2 separate regions of the Mus musculus genome follow, and region 1 is linked to region 2. The links are chromatin contacts, called in public Hi-C maps. All regions are on one chromosome and are shown on one strand. Each heading gives the region's core, a stretch centred on a gene start, on an enhancer-like site or on the middle of the called end of the contact. The rest is flanking DNA. Distances are from core to core; before and after follow the strand shown. Region 1 overlaps Mm2pr (macrophage M2 polarization regulator). Region 2 holds the start of 2310047D07Rik (a long non-coding RNA gene).

Evidence for each region. A called contact is a pair of places that touch in the nucleus more often than the background predicts.
Region 1: a Hi-C map of uterus shows a contact between it and region 2, with 3 times the contacts expected there. The contact joins the enhancer-like site here to the promoter of 2310047D07Rik in region 2. A contact is called at or near these places in 1 of 39 promoter capture datasets (hematopoietic stem and progenitor cells), 4 of 484 Hi-C or Micro-C datasets (the Patski cell line, brain, trophoblast stem cells and 1 more) and 1 of 115 datasets of contacts at active chromatin or transcription factors (embryonic stem cells).

What each region holds. Positions count from the first base shown.
Region 1 is chr5:149,150,318-149,154,267 of GRCm38.p6, forward strand. The region is part of intron 1 of Mm2pr (macrophage M2 polarization regulator); the gene reads right to left. It overlaps Gm42788 (predicted gene 42788), which reads left to right. Exons shown (of 2, transcript NR_137278.1): 2 at 1,691-3,223. It also overlaps the pseudogene Gm8615. Among named protein-coding and RNA genes, the nearest start is that of Gm42788, 8.0 kb to the left of the region's middle. Within about 2 kb of position 2,469, at least 42 of the 459 cell types and tissues checked have an H3K27ac peak or open chromatin away from gene starts, as enhancers often do. A contact at or near this core is called in brain and uterus, where this site is marked.
Region 2 is chr5:149,226,877-149,231,055 of GRCm38.p6, forward strand. It overlaps 2310047D07Rik (a long non-coding RNA gene), which reads left to right and starts at 2,112. Exons shown (of 2, transcript XR_003956021.1): 1 at 2,112-2,435. n-TNgtt14 (a tRNA gene) reads right to left here and starts at 2,198; the gene lies at 2,125-2,198.

The sequences.
Region 1 (3,950 bases), core at 1,219-3,718, 76 kb before region 2:
CCAAACCCAGCACTGTACTGGGCATGGTGGCACACACCTTTAGTCCCAGCACTAGAGAGGGCGAGGCAGAGGCAGGTGGCTCTCCGTGAATTTGTGACTAGCCTGGTCTACATGGTGATTTCCAGGATAGCCAAGGCTCTGTAAAGAGACCCTGTCTCACCCCTGCACCACCGGACATGACTGCAGCTGTTCAGCCCACAGACTTGTGAGAAGCTTGTCGTCCTGAAGGCTTCCTGCTCCCTTTCACTCTGGCTCAGCCACTGTCGTGTCTCAGTTATTTCCCACAGCTGCTGCTCTGATGGACTGAATGCTTGTGTCCTGCAGAGTTCCTATGTTGAGGTTCTAACTGGCTCCATTTGGAGCTGTGGCCTTTGAGGAAGTCATGAAGGTTAAATGAGCTTATGGGCATGGCCCTGATTGGTAAGGTCAGATTCTTTGTAAAGACTCAGAGAGGAGAAGCATGTGACGGTACAATTTGGAGGGAGGTGGCCACAGTCACCGCCACAGTACATACCGCACACCGCACCAGTAATCCCAGAACTCTGGAGGGCTGGATTACACAATAATACCTTGCTTTTTAAAATAGCCAGAACACCCCTAAAGCTCCCAAACAAAACAAAACACCAATCAGACAAAATAGAAAACAAAACAGTAGACATATACATATTGGCCGAGAAAGTATTAGACCCCAGTCTTGACAGCACCCTGACCTGGGCCTCAGCCTCCACAGCTGTGAGAACACACCTCTGGTATCTGTAAAGGCCAGCCAACCAATTAGCAGTCCCCCACCCCACCCCATCCCATGTTCTACCACTGCCCTAGAGCCACCCACAGCCATTCCTTCGCTCACCCATCCCCAGCAACCCATCACTGGGAGTTAGAGCAAGACTACGGAGGATTAGGTGCTTGTGCTGCCAATGGCTGTGCAAACTTCAGCAAGCTGCTCCACCTCTCTGTGTGTCAGTCACTAAATTCCCTGGCAAGCAAAGCCACTAACAATAGGACTGTTTTAGCGGAGTAAAGCATTTACAATCGTACCTTGCCCACAACAAGTATTTGATGAAGGTTAGCTATTACTATCTTAAAGATACTTTTTGAGATCTTATTTTAATTTTATGTGTATGGGTATTTTGTCTGCCAGTATGTCTGTGCATCACAAGCATACAGTGCCCGAGGCCAGAAGAGGGCATCTGATTCTCTGGAACTGGAGTTACAGACAGCTGTGAGCCACCATGTGGGTGCTGGGAATTGAACTCAGGACCTCTGGAAGAACAGCCAGTGCTCTTAACCACTGAGCCAGCTCTCCAGCCCAGCTGTTACTGTTACATTATCAAAATAAGCTTAGACACTAAGTTGCTCATGCCATTTCCATGACTGAACACCCAAATGATCTCCCCACCACAGGACAAAACCTTAGCGTGGCCTGGAGGCTCCGAATATACCTTCAAATTGCACTACCAGAACCCCATCAAACCCCCCACTTCACACCAGTGTTACTCACCCCTGGGCTCCCATCCCAGGCTTGCCCGCTGCTTCCCCTGGCCAGCTCCTGTTGCTCTCCTAGGATCCACCCATGCATCCCCTTCCAAAGGGGCCTGATTGTCTCAGCTTGGCTTCTCTGCTCTTTTCCTGCAGTGTAACTCTCACCCATTACACTATTAAAGTAACTTGCGTCTCTGTTTCCCACTAGACAGAAACTCTTCAAGATCAAGGACCCATTCTTCATTTAAAAAAAAAGAAGAAGAAGAAGAAGAAGAAGAAATTCCGTGTAAATCCAGTAAACATCAGAAAATGCCAGACACAGAATGGAAATGAACTCTTGCTATGACTTGAATATGGAATATTTTCCACAGGCTCATATGTTCAAACACTTGGTCTCCAACTGACAGCAGGGACCCTCACTGATGGATGGAGGATACTGTAGACAGGCATCTGAGGGATGCAGTGTGGACCTTCTTCTGACCTAGTTCTCTACTTCCTGGCTGGTCAAGATTCGAGCAGGCTCATCCGTGAACAGGGCCATGCCAGCCCATCTTCCCTGCCTGATGCTCAGTAAATCTCAAGTGTGAATCAGAACGAGCCTCTCTTCCTAGGAGTTGCTTTGTCTGCTATTTTTGTCAAAGTAACAAGAGAAGTAACCACCACAACTCTGGGACCTAGACCATCTTCCCACAGGAAGCAGTTGCAAAGAATCTCCTGCCTGTAATCACCCTTTAATTAGCTGACAGAGGAGCCCAGCCACATGCTCAGAGGATAAATACACTTCTGGCAAGCCTTAGGATTTCGATTCCCGGGAACCATGTGGCGGAAGGAGGGGATCAACTCCCACAGACCGCCCTCTGACCTCCAAACATGCACGCATGGGTGCCTGCGTGCGAGTGTGAGCGCGCAGATGTTCCATCTTACACACTCCTTAGGCTTCTCACTACAGAATAAAGTCTACCCTGTAATAAGAGAACTGGGTTCCGAACCTGATTTCTCCATGCGTCCCTAAGCCCTGGCCACACGTTTCAGCTCCTTGCCTTTGTATACAGAGTTCCTTCTGCCAGGAATCTCTTCTCTCTCACCCTGGAAAATTCTCCCTCGGTGCGTATGACCTCGTTCCCGAGTCTCTGTGCTACCGAGCCCTTTCAGGTCATGCTCTGGGAGAACAAGCTGCTCGCTCCTCTGCTGGCACACACTGTTTATTCCGACAGCGCAGTGCCTGCTCCAAGTTACTATCTTCTGTCATTGCCATTTGAGTCCAAAAGCAAGGGCTGAATCTCGCTTAGCTCTGGGTATCATGGAACCTGGAACTATATGCCAGATAGTAATAGGACCTCAATATGTTTTTCCTTTTACATTCAATTAGTCTATAGAATGGCTACAAAAAGTGAGAATCTGACTGTGTACCACACTGCCATACAGAGTATGAACTACACAGTTCATACAGAATATGATATATTGTTATATATTAAATTGTTATATTCCCAACTACATGTCAGGATCCATCTTTATTTTAAAAGAAGAACAAAAAACACCAGAAGAAAACTTCACCATTTTTTTTTTATTTTTAATTTTTTTGGTTTTTTGAGACAGGGTTTCTCTGTATAGCCCCAGCTGTCCTGGAACTCACTTTGTAGACCAGGCTGGCCTCGCACTCAGAAATCCGCCTGCCTCTGCCTCCCAAGTGCTGGGATTAAAGGCATGCGCCACCACGCCCGGCACCATTTTTGTTTAAGTTAAATATATCTGTGTATGTGTGTGTTTGGCTGAAGTGTGAAATACCTTACTCACTGCACTATATGGGTTGAAAATATTGCACGTGATTTGTAGGGTAGTACAGCTAATTATCAGGGTCTTGCTCTGTAGCCAGGCTTGTACCCAGCTCTCCTTCCTCCGTCTCAGCTCTCCAATGCTGGCTCAAGTATCATACCTGCCTCAAGTGAATAAGTACTTATTTATAGTTTGTTAATCACACACACACACACACACACACACACACACACACACACCAGCAACACCTCAGAAAATGGAAGGAATGGAAATGAATGGAAGGAATCAATTGGAGAGGAGCAAAATCAATCAATCAATCAAACAAACAAACAAACAAACCTTAAGTAAAAAGGTGACCTTGTGTATTATGAAGGAAGTAAGATTTCAGATTGGCTATTGGTCTTTCCACCCAACGCCTTACTTATTGCTGATGTAAAGACAGGAAGGGGGAAAAAAAGCCTTCCTACAGATACATTCCTTCATTTCTCCTGAGGTGCGTTTCTTGTTTGTTTATTTGTTTGAACTTTGGAAATAAAGAACTACTTCTTTTTTTTTTATTTGAAAATATTAAATTTAATAGAAAATATCACATTGTAAACAAGTCCATTGATCCATTAGCTTAACACAGAACAATAGCACAATCACATATAAAAACTACAAACAAATGCTGGTACCAAACACAGTACTTCTGGAGG
Region 2 (4,179 bases), core at 862-3,361:
GAGAAACCCTGTCTCAAAACAAACGAACAAACAAACCCAACTCCCTACAGTGTAGACATGATCATGTGGCCCACCACTCTTTCTTTGCTTCTCCTGTGAGGTATGTACCAATAAGCAGTGTGGAATCTTCATGCCTTGCATTATGGAGACTTCAGAGAGGCATGCGCCTAACAACATTCTAGGGAATTCTCTCTTACTCTGCCTAGTGTCCCAGCCTCCTTTGGGCTTTTTAAGTCAGCAGGTATTTAGTAGAAGCATTCAAGTTCCAGGGTAGCCTGTCGAGTTCCCAGACTCCAGGGCTACACAGAGAAAGCCTGTGTCAGAAAAACAAAAACAAACAAACAAAAACACCAGCAGATTTGGTGCCCTGTGAGGTCTCATCTGCTTCTGATGCTACTGTACCCCATGGTAGAAAGGACAAACCAGTTCCCTTGGCCTCTTGTGCGGGCCATACCCCCTCATGAGGGCCCAGTACTATCAACGGGGAGGAATTCAACACAGGAACTCGGGGGAACACAAACACCCTACCCATAGCAGTCTTGAACTTCATCCTCTAATCCTGAATTGTTTGTAATTTACTTGCTCACATTTACTTAAATTTGCTTAAATTTAACCCAGTGAGATGGCTCAGTAGGTGAAGGTGCTCCCTGCAGAGCCTACAGACCTGAGTTCAGTGTCTGGGACCCCTAAGGGTGCAGAAGAGAACCAGTTTCCAAAAGTTTTCTCTGACCTCCACATGCATGTGGTTGCATGTACATACATATGTGTCAATAAAAATGCAATAAAATTAGACATTATATTTAAAAACTAAAACTGCATTTGACTAAATTCACTGACATCCAGTCTTTCTTGGTCACGGCAGCGCACACCTATAATCCCAGCACTCAGAAGGCTGAGGCAGCCGGGCCATGAGTTCTAGGCCAGTAAGGCCCTGTTCCTGCTGTTTCTGTTTAGTGCTAGGATAGAGCTCGGGGCTAGATGCACGCACAGTACCGTCTCCACCCCATGTTAATCAAGGGCCTGGCGTTACTCTGACACTCATCCCTCAGTTGTCCTAGTCACATTTCAAGTACTCAGAAGCCAGATGTGGCTAGCAGTGAGAGCTCTTGCAGTGTAGCTCGGGAGTGTTTACGTCAACATAGGACAGTGGGTCTCACTCTTCCTAATGCTGTGACCCTTTAATACAGTTCTTCATGGGGACCACCAACCATGAAATTATTTCATTCATAGTTGTCATTTTGCTCCTGTTATGAATCATTATTAATATCTTTAATGCAGAATTCCTAATATACGATCCTAGTGGGGTCGTGACCCACAGGTTGTGAACCACTCTGTAGACTCCCGTTCTCTGTATTCTATAGGAGTGGGTGTAGATCCCAGACACAAAACCCTCACGTCACAACTTCCTGTCTTTATGGAAAGTCTTTTGTGAAAAAAACATAAAACGTCCTCTGTGACAAGAATTCTCTATGTACCCCTGGCTGTCCTGGAATTCACCATGATTTATTTGCCTTACTGCCTTCTGGGTTCTGGGATTAAAGGCATCACCGCCACTCCTGGCTCTCTTTTAAAACTTTTAAACACGAACTTATACAATTTCTGATAAAGTTAAATGTGATGGGGGAAATTGACAGCAGTCTAAGATTAAATATAATGTAGTTAGATTCAAACCCATTGCCCAAGTCTGGGAGCCACTTAGCTAAAGTCAGCGTGGCCTGCTGTCCCCAAACTCTCTGCCCACAATGTTATCTGTTGCTCATCCATTTGGAAGTAGACTGTATTAGTAGGGTCCGCGGGTCGTTTTTTGTTTTTTTTTTTTTTGTTGTTGTTGCTGTTGTTTTTATTTTTTATTTTTTGTTATTATTATTTTTTTTTTCTGAGCCACACAAATGGTGCTGTTTCTGGGTGGTCCCGGTTGCCGGTTTCCAGTGCAAAAAACACCTAGCTGTTCCTGAGCAGAATTGGACCAAACTCAAAAAGCAGACTTACATGTACCCTCTTGAAAATTAGTGGAAGCAGCAGGCCCGCTTGTAGCTTGAGCCCTAGAAAGCTATCAAACAGATTGGGCGTCCCAGGATGGCAGAAAACATTTCTAAAAATGTTTTTTGCTAAAAGGAACGCTGCCGTCCCTGGGTGGGCTCGAACCACCAACCTTTCGGTTAACAGCCGAACGCGCTAACCGATTGCGCCACAGAGACACAGCTGCCTGAGCGGCCGTGCGCTTTGTACACATTGCCGCGGCCAGCATGGGCGTCGCCGCCTCGGACTCCCGGGAGGCGCCAGGCCCTGCTGAGCCCTGCGGGCTGAGACTGCGCGAGGGCGGGGAGGGGCGGAGCCGCCGAGCCCAGCAAATCCTCCGCAGAGCAGGGCGGCGCCGGGTGAGGCTCCGGGAATCTGCGTGGGCTCCGAGCCAGGGCGCCCTGCCCTTGTTCAAGGTTGTTACCGCCCCTCCCCTTTGAGTGTTCTCGTCGCCTCCCGCTTATCGAGGTTGATAAACTGTGGATCTCTGTGTGGGCCATGGGAATTTTATACTTTATACGTTTAAAAACCTACCGCGCCGCCCCTCCCCCGTCACCTCCTGGGAATAAATTCACACCCCTTTAGCGGACTGGAGCCTCCTTCGAGCACTCATGGCTTAGGGGGACTGCAGAATCGGATTTATGGCGATTAAAACGCTCTTTTAAAATAGCCAGTGACGTCTAGGCCTTCCCCTGACTTCTGAATTTAACTCACTGACTTGGGGTTGCCTTGGGAGGGTTGGGGTAGGTAGCATTGTGCCCACTCAGAGGAGGGGGAGGGGGAGGGAGAGAGGGGGAGGGGGAGGGAGAGAGAGGGAGGGGCAGAAGGGAAGGGAAGGAGGAAGAGAGAAGGGAGGGGGAGAAAGGATAATTCTTTGATAAACCTGCCAGAGCCCCTGTCAGACCTCTCCTTCCCCCATCACCCCAAAGACCGGGAGGGGAGGAGGGGGCAACTTCACAGACCTCAGGTCCCGCTCTTCAAGCTTCCATACCCTTCCTCCTTTTAAAAAAAATTAATTATTTCATATATTTACATCCCAAATACTGTCCCCGTTCCCGCCCTCCCCCCTTTCTCTTGCTCCTCCTCTCTTTGGCTCTTCCTACTTAGCTATTGCTACTCTCTTGGTATAAATTGAGCCATATTTCAAAGACTTATTTTAATCATGTATCTGGGTGTTGGCGTGTATCCTGAGTTCAGCGCCCTCGGGGTCAAACGGGGCGTCGCATTCTCCTGGAGCCTGCGTTGGAGGCGATTGTGAGGCTCTCAAGGCGGGTGCTGGGAACTGAGCGCGGGTCCTGTGCAAGAGAGGAGCTCTCAACCACCTATCCATCGCTCCAGCTCCATTTTAACCCCTTTAAAGCTTACGGTTCAAACGGAATTAAGTGCACTTATATGTTACCAATACTCCCATCTATTAAACAACTCCCACCTCCCCTTTCTTTTTCTAATAAGCCTCATTCTCTCTTCTATCTTTACTAATTTAATTATTCTTAAGTAACTCCCCTAGGTGGAATTACCCAGTCTTTGCCCATTTGTGACTGGCTGGTCTCAGTGATGTCCTGATGACGTATCCGTATCCGTACAGTAGCGCTAACCCTGATTTCCGGCTCTTCTATGCTGAGTACTAGTTAGCTACATATCTGTGCTACACTTTGTTGGTCCTTCAGCTCTCCGTGGCTGACTTCTAGGAAGAAGGCTGTACTGACATCTATTTGAGTCTCTTAATTTTGTTGAATCCAGAAGTTGAAGATCTGTGTCTGCCTGATTGTATATTCTCACAAGTTTCCAGTATCTTCACGTTTTTAAAACTGACAACCATCCTAATGGAAGTGTTTTACATTACCCTTCTACTAGTAACGCCTCTTTTCCGGACCCTTCTTTTGAATTGTAGAATTCTCTTATTTTTCTTCTATGTGCTCTACTAGAATCATAACTAAAATAACCCAATTATTTTAACCTACATTCTGCCATGTGGCTGGTTACCTATGCTCAGGTACCATGTGTCTATCTCATCACATCTTCCCAGGCAACTCTTTAGTGTGCCTCCCGGATGTAACACCTCCTAAATTTCCTGCCTGTGGGAAGCCGCATGTGCCGTTGCAGAGTGGCACTGACTACTGCTGGCCACCACGCATAAGTTTGGACCAACAACCAATGTGA